Regions from separate parts of the Anas platyrhynchos genome. Here region 2 is linked to region 1. A link is a contact called in public Hi-C data. All regions are on one chromosome and are shown on one strand. Each heading gives the region's core, a stretch centred on a gene start, on an enhancer-like site or on the middle of the called end of the contact. The rest is flanking DNA. Distances are from core to core; before and after follow the strand shown. Region 1 has its middle 69 kb from the start of ADTRP. Region 2 has its middle 14 kb from the start of EDN1.

Region 1 (3,261 bases), core at 255-2,754:
GAGTGACACCTATTAGTGGATTGAAAGTACTGAGAAGCAAGCTACTCATAAAGCTATTCACACCTAAAGCTTAGATCAGCCTTTTAGGACCCTGTGCTGTTTATAAACGAGCAGAGACTATGCAAGCACTGCGGAGATTTTAGAGTATTTACTGCCAGGGAAAGGAACAAAACTAACATCCAATTCACTTTTAGCAGGGCTCTTTTACACAATGTTCTAGATGCAAAAGGTATGACCTTCCAATCCCGTCCCCCAAATGATGCATGCTCTTATGGTCTTGAGACATACATAAGCTCTCAGCCATCACTTCCATGTAACAGTAACAACAGTCCAAGCAATCTGACCATGCCCCTCTTAAATTGCACGTTTGTGAAACTGACCCTGGGAAGAGAAATTTCCTGACAATTACAGAAGAGTAGCTGAAAAGATCAGATGATATAACCTGTTTTTTACCCATCTATTATTCAGAGGAAGTAATAGGGCAAATAGTGTTACAATCACTAATAGTTTCACAGTTTCACATACGTGCAGCACCATTTGCTTCTGCTCTTTTTTTCCTTTTTTTTTTTTTTTTTTTTTTTTTCCCCATTGGTCTATTACATATTCAGTCCTAAATACTTAATTTAGGTGTATAGTGAAATCAGTAGGTTGTATCTTTATCAGCCAAGGGAGACCAATGTCAAACACTTTGAGGAAGATCTGCCAAACTGAAGCCTGAAGAAGCCGAATGCTAGGCTGCATCTTGCAGACTTTCAGGTTAAAATTTCTAATAGCCACTTTACCAAACAGCAAAGATACTCTCTGAAGACTCAAATACTGGTGTTCATAGTAGGATGGGGCTCAATGTTTAACTGACTCTGAGACTTCACTAGCAGAGACTAGTTCCTTCTCTCATGTGGACTTCCAAAGTTGGAGGCAACAATGTCTTAATCAGCTATACTTGCATATTTTCATCCAGATCACAGTGCTGATCAGTACTGGGTTTTCAGAGGGGAAACACTGGACTGTTTGGTCTCAGAAGGAAGGTGTCTATCAGTACTCATTCCTCTTGCAATTTCAGAATTCAGTCTGACCCTAGGTAAGGACATGTTATACAATCAGATTAAATGTTTGGTGTTGTTTTTTTGAATGAGAGTTATTTCTTTGAAATTCACAGCTCCACAAATTTCAAGATCAAAACTGGAAAGGTTTGAACACAGAAGTGTTGGGAGAGTCGTTGACTAAGTTAGTGTTTTGTCAGGAGAAACAACAGCCTATCATGCAATTTAATAAATGTTTGCTTTACCCTTTTTGTTTAATTATTGGAGTAATTGATCTCACCCTTACAGTTTATTTGAAGTACCTTTCAGACACATGATCAAACCGCTACATTGTATGTGCTCAGAGGGCCCTCAAAGACAAACACATTCAACTATTACACTACAAGCTTACTAGAAAAGTCACCCCTCAGACTTATGATAAAGAGCAGAATATTACTCTTATTATCAATAAAAAATTACAACAGGGACTCAGCATTTATTTTTTCAACTGGAATTTTCCACAGGGTATCTTGATATTTACAGTTGAGATGTAACAGATTTTTCCCTCCTCAAATAATTAGTTGGATGACTTCAGTTATCAGAGTGTGTTGGGTCTGTCTGAGCTGGAGTCACCTTTTCCCTGCAGCAGCCCGCACAGTGCTGTGCTCTGCACTCGTAGCTGGAACAGCACTGATATCACTCCAGTGTTGTGTCTATTGCTGCGTAGTGCTGGCACAGCATCAGGACTCCTAAGCCCCCAAGAGCCAGCAGGCTGGGGGTGGGCAAGTGATGGGGAGGGGACATTGCCGGGGCAGCTGACCTAAACCAACCAAAGGGATATTCCATAACACCTGATGTCACACTCAGCAATAAAAGGGGGGGCTCTCGTGGGGGAGGGGGCTGTTCCTCCTGAACAACCACTACGCGTTTGAGGCCCTGCTTCCCAGGACGTGGCCGAACACCGCTCGCTGATGGGAAGTAGAGAATAATTTTTTTCTCTCTCTCTGTGCTTCCGCGCGGACTGATTGTTTCTTTTGTATCTGTTTCTCCTTCCCATTCCCTTTCCCTTTAATTAAACCTTTCTCATCTCAAACCTCGAGTTCTCTGTGTTGTATTTTCTCCCCCTCCTTCTGAGGAGAGGGGGAGTGAGAGAGCGGTTGTGGTGGAGCTTGGCTGCCCACCTGAGTAAAACCACCACACAGAGGCACTCCAAAGACTGAAAAGTTAAGTTTAACCTGGTTAGAAAAAAAAATAAATAAAATCAGAAATCTGGAAGTCTTTTAATATTAACCTACTTGAAATCTGTACTCAGGTGCTGACAAAGTTAAACTTAGTGATCAAAAAATGGAGTTCACATTGAATTGCTAGTGACCTCCAAAGACTGAAGCTATTCCTTTCCTCCATTTCATTACAGAATAACACATTTTCACAAAATCAATAAAAATGGCATAAGCGAACTCGTTGGCTACGTTTGATAATACTGTATTAACACTTCTCAACCAAAATATAAATTGTCAGACATTGAAAAAAATGCAAAAGATGCTATCTTTATTGTGATAGTGCCAGAAAATTTCAAAGACAACAGGGATTCAAGTCCCAGTGTTTGATAAAAAGCCCCTTCATCATTAGGTCACCTACTGTCCATCCTTCTGCTCCAAAATAATGTTGGATTTCCCTAAGGTTCTGCAACACTGCATGTTCAAGACAGCATGTTCATCTGAAACCAACCTCCCGAAGTGAACACCCAGTCTGGAAAATATAAAGTAGTAAAATTTATCAAATCCAAGGCATGCTATGAACTGAATGGTTCAAAATGTGTATTTCTAAGAGGAGATGAGGTAGAGCCAGGTTTAAAGTCAAATCTTAAATATGGAAACAAGCAGCTCAACCCTGTGCATAATCATAATTATTGTTTATGTGCCTGTTTAGGCACATAGGTGAAAGTATGTTTTATAAAAGCTTGTACTAGGAATTTCAGGCATTTTTCTTTTCCATTGTAATTACTCGTGTAGTTGAAGTTCACTGAAGGACAGTTTGGAAGATTCCCTGTGGGAGATAATGTCCTGTAAGACAGCCAACCTGCAAAATAGGTCCTGCAAACATTCTGGGGGAATTGATAGGTTACTCTCACCTTTGATTCCAATGTTGTTTTGACTGATCTGGTTGCTTACAAGGCTGATCTTCATAAGTTAGGTCAGTCAGTCAGGATATTCGTTGATCTGGATCTCCTGTCAGCAAAGAA
Region 2 (3,261 bases), core at 262-2,761, 270 kb before region 1:
AAGGAAGAATTTGCCCTTGGGCTTCCTCCTTACCCCTACCTGTTTCTGTGTATTTACATGCAAGGGGGGGGGGGGGGGGGGGGAAGCAGACCTGGGACTAAGGGGGAGGCTGTGTCACAGCTGGAGGGACATCAGCATGGGGTCATCACACCAGTTCATCCCTGAAGCAGGACAAGCAGTGGACGAACATCTTCCCTGACACACACTGCTTTCATAGCATGCTAAAGAATTAGCCCTTGGATTTGTTTTTCAGCTGATCCCATGCTAACAGCTTGAGGTGGTTTGGGGCTGACTTCTCCACGTTGAGGCCTTTGACCTTTTAATCCTTCTGAAATAACCAATTCCTTCTCCTCCCCCTGACTCCCAGTATCACCAAATTGCCTTTTGTCGTTTTTTCTCCAGCAGCTTTTCTGGTGGGACTGGTAACTTGCTGGCTGGCCTGGCTCCTTCCTCCCACTGGGCTGTACCTAGCACTACACATAGCTTCACTCAGAGCAGACAAGAAACAAGTTTCTGCTTGATGCAGGTTCTAGGCTTGAGATTTGGAAGATTTTCAGGACTAAACCCAAACTTGCTCTTTTATGATAAATAATGAGGAGCATCTCCAGCTTCTTTACCCTTGTTTTAACTACTTCATCCCTCACCACAGCCTGCAGACCCAAAGCATTATGCAATTCTAAAAGGAGAAGAAAATAAACCTAAAGAAAAAAAAATAAAAACACAGCTGTTAACTGAAGTCAGATATAGTGGGGGTATGGATGGGACGAGAAGGAAGAGGACAGAACTGGAGAGGGCCCTGGGGAGGAGATGGCTGTGGAGATGGTCACACAACTAAGATAAAATACCTGAAGGACACGGTGTGGGGGAGATGCAGAACCTCCTAAAGAACCCATCACAAGAATGGCCACTAAATGCTGTGCGAGCATGCCTGTAACAGGCCCTGTTTCAGCTCTCGCCATTTTGAGCCTCTGAAGGAAGCAACCCACCTAATTGCATGTCCATAGGGAGGTTCAGTCAGCTTAAGCCAGTGTTCCCTCCCAAAGACGGGTAACACAGCCTGTCTCCAGCCAGATCCCGTTGTCTGACGGGCTTCCTCTTTCATCAGTGCCTGAAACAAGGGGGCTCTTTAAAACCATTTTACACTGCTGCAGGCGAGGAACAATTAGTCCATATTTATCCTTCTGGGCTTAGGTCTTTACACAGACTGATTGATACGCTTTCTCCTGCAGTTCATCTTCAAACCCATGTCTGGAGGAAAAGCAGGGACTACTCTGAAAATTGTGCAACATCTTGATTAAATTATTACAAGGCTTATGCTTACCTGAGGTTCTTGGGCATTAACATCACCTTTAAAGTTAAGCATATACTTAAGTTTTTGTCTCAGGCAAGATGGCTTAAACACAATTAAATTGCAGAAGTCCTTTCTGTCCCTCTCTCACAATTGCTGTATGAGGAGCAGTGTTATCTCCGTAGCTCATCCCACACCCCTCTACAAGGACATCTCTGCCAGACTTGAAAAGGCATAGATATTTCCCTGCACAGCTCAGAAAGTTTGTGCAGTTTCTTTCTATAAATACATCGCTGCCAGGGTCATCATTTCTGAACAGATTAAGCTTTCACACAGTCGCTTTCTATGTGAGCAGAGGCAATAGCCAGTTCTCACACTCCATGGCAAACCTGTGAAGAAAGAAGGTACAGATCCATGGCAATTATACTGCAGATCTGCTGTAAAGCTAAGGTTCGGGCTTAATGAAAGTGTGATACATAGGGAAAGGATTTACATCCAGATGTACAGTGTGAGGGAAACAGCCTCTCCACATTTGTCATGCTGCCCAGTGATTTGTCTAATAGCAAAATAAGAATAAATAAAAGATGGAAAAATATGCACCAGGAGGTCCTAAGGTAAGATGTTTTCTTCTGCTTCCAGGCAGGAGGTGAAATAGCCTGAATGAATAATTCTTGAGGATATCTATGTATGAAAAATTGTAATACAGTCTCTTGTAACACAGTTAAATTAAATAAGGTAAATCCTGCCATCCTGAGCAATTTGTATTAAAACCAAAACAAAACAAAAGAGAAAGTCTGGCAAATCTTTGAAGGTTATCCATTGAAGTTAGATAACAAACAAACAAAAACAGAACAAAACAAAACAAAAAGAGCTGAGATGCCATAGAGGTAGCCCAGGGGCATCCCAAAGTGTTTGTGTCAACCAGCAGTCGGGAAACTCAAGAGCCAGAAGACATGTGAGATTTGGGGCCCATTCCTGCCCAGGAAGGTTGGCTCATCTTGCTCACCCTCTCCCGGGTTCAAGGTCTACACTGCAACCCTGTGTGTATCCATTCAGATCCCTTGTGCATCCCATTCTCACCCATATTCCTTGTTTCAGGAAGGGTGTCATGGGGCGGCCCTCCACATGTTCCTATTCTTAGACATTATCTAGTTCTTTGAATACAGATCAGCCTTTAGTGTTCACAGCATCTCATGGCAAGTTTCTATGGTTAATTTGTATTTGGTATTAAAGAAATATCATTTAGCTCATTTCAAATCTGCTGCATGATAATTTCATTATGATCCTTAGTTTCTGTCAAGGAAGGTCATTCTGCACTGTATAGATGCCTGCCAAAGCCCTGCATTTGTCCCTATAGTGGCAGTGTTTTCCCTTTTTTCTGTATTGGTATAAGCCAGCAGAAACACAGTGAACTCTGCAGAGGCCAGGCAGGAAGCACAGGAGAGAATATAGCACTGTGGTTCTTTAATGCAAGTTCTGGCTTTAGGGCTCATAATGTGGCCTTAAATCTAACACAAAAGATTTCCTTATGTTACATCTAAAGCTATTTAGTGCCATTAGTAGCAGAGCAATAAACCAGTGATCCTTTCCCTCCTGTCCAGAGGGAAGAGATAACAGGGACCTAAAAGCTAAATTCACTTTTCAGCTTCATCAGAATATTGTTTCTGGCATGGATGTTTTCTGAGCATTGGTTTTAGAATTGTTCATATTTATATCCCAAACGTCCATGCTCACACAGAAACTCAATGAATTCAGGGAAAACAACTGGTCTCTGAACAGCTGTTAGTTTGGTTTTGAGTGTTTCAGAGGTTCTTTTTAAAATAATAAAATTCCATAAGAACTGCTACTGCGGCACTTTTTTTTTTTACTTTTTTTTTTTTTTTTCCAAGAGGAAGTTATGCAAGGCCTGCTGGATGATATCAGCACATCTGGACAGCTTGGAGACCAGTGAGCTTCGAGGGAAGGGGTGACAA

Evidence for each region. Hi-C and Micro-C count contacts between places; a contact is called where the count stands out from the background.
Region 2: a contact with region 1 is called in a Hi-C map of skeletal muscle, with 4 times the contacts expected there. The contact joins two enhancer-like sites. A contact is called at or near these places in 2 of 8 Hi-C or Micro-C datasets (skeletal muscle and subcutaneous adipose tissue).

What each region holds. Positions count from the first base shown.
Region 1 is chr2:94,573,029-94,576,289 of IASCAAS_PekinDuck_T2T, reverse strand. No RefSeq gene overlaps it. Among named protein-coding and RNA genes, the nearest start is that of ADTRP, 69 kb to the left of the region's middle. Within about 2 kb of position 1,504, at least 3 of the 8 cell types and tissues checked have an H3K27ac peak or open chromatin away from gene starts, as enhancers often do.
Region 2 is chr2:94,844,626-94,847,886 of IASCAAS_PekinDuck_T2T, reverse strand. No RefSeq gene overlaps it. Among named protein-coding and RNA genes, the nearest start is that of EDN1, 14 kb to the left of the region's middle. Within about 2 kb of position 1,511, at least 4 of the 8 cell types and tissues checked have an H3K27ac peak or open chromatin away from gene starts, as enhancers often do.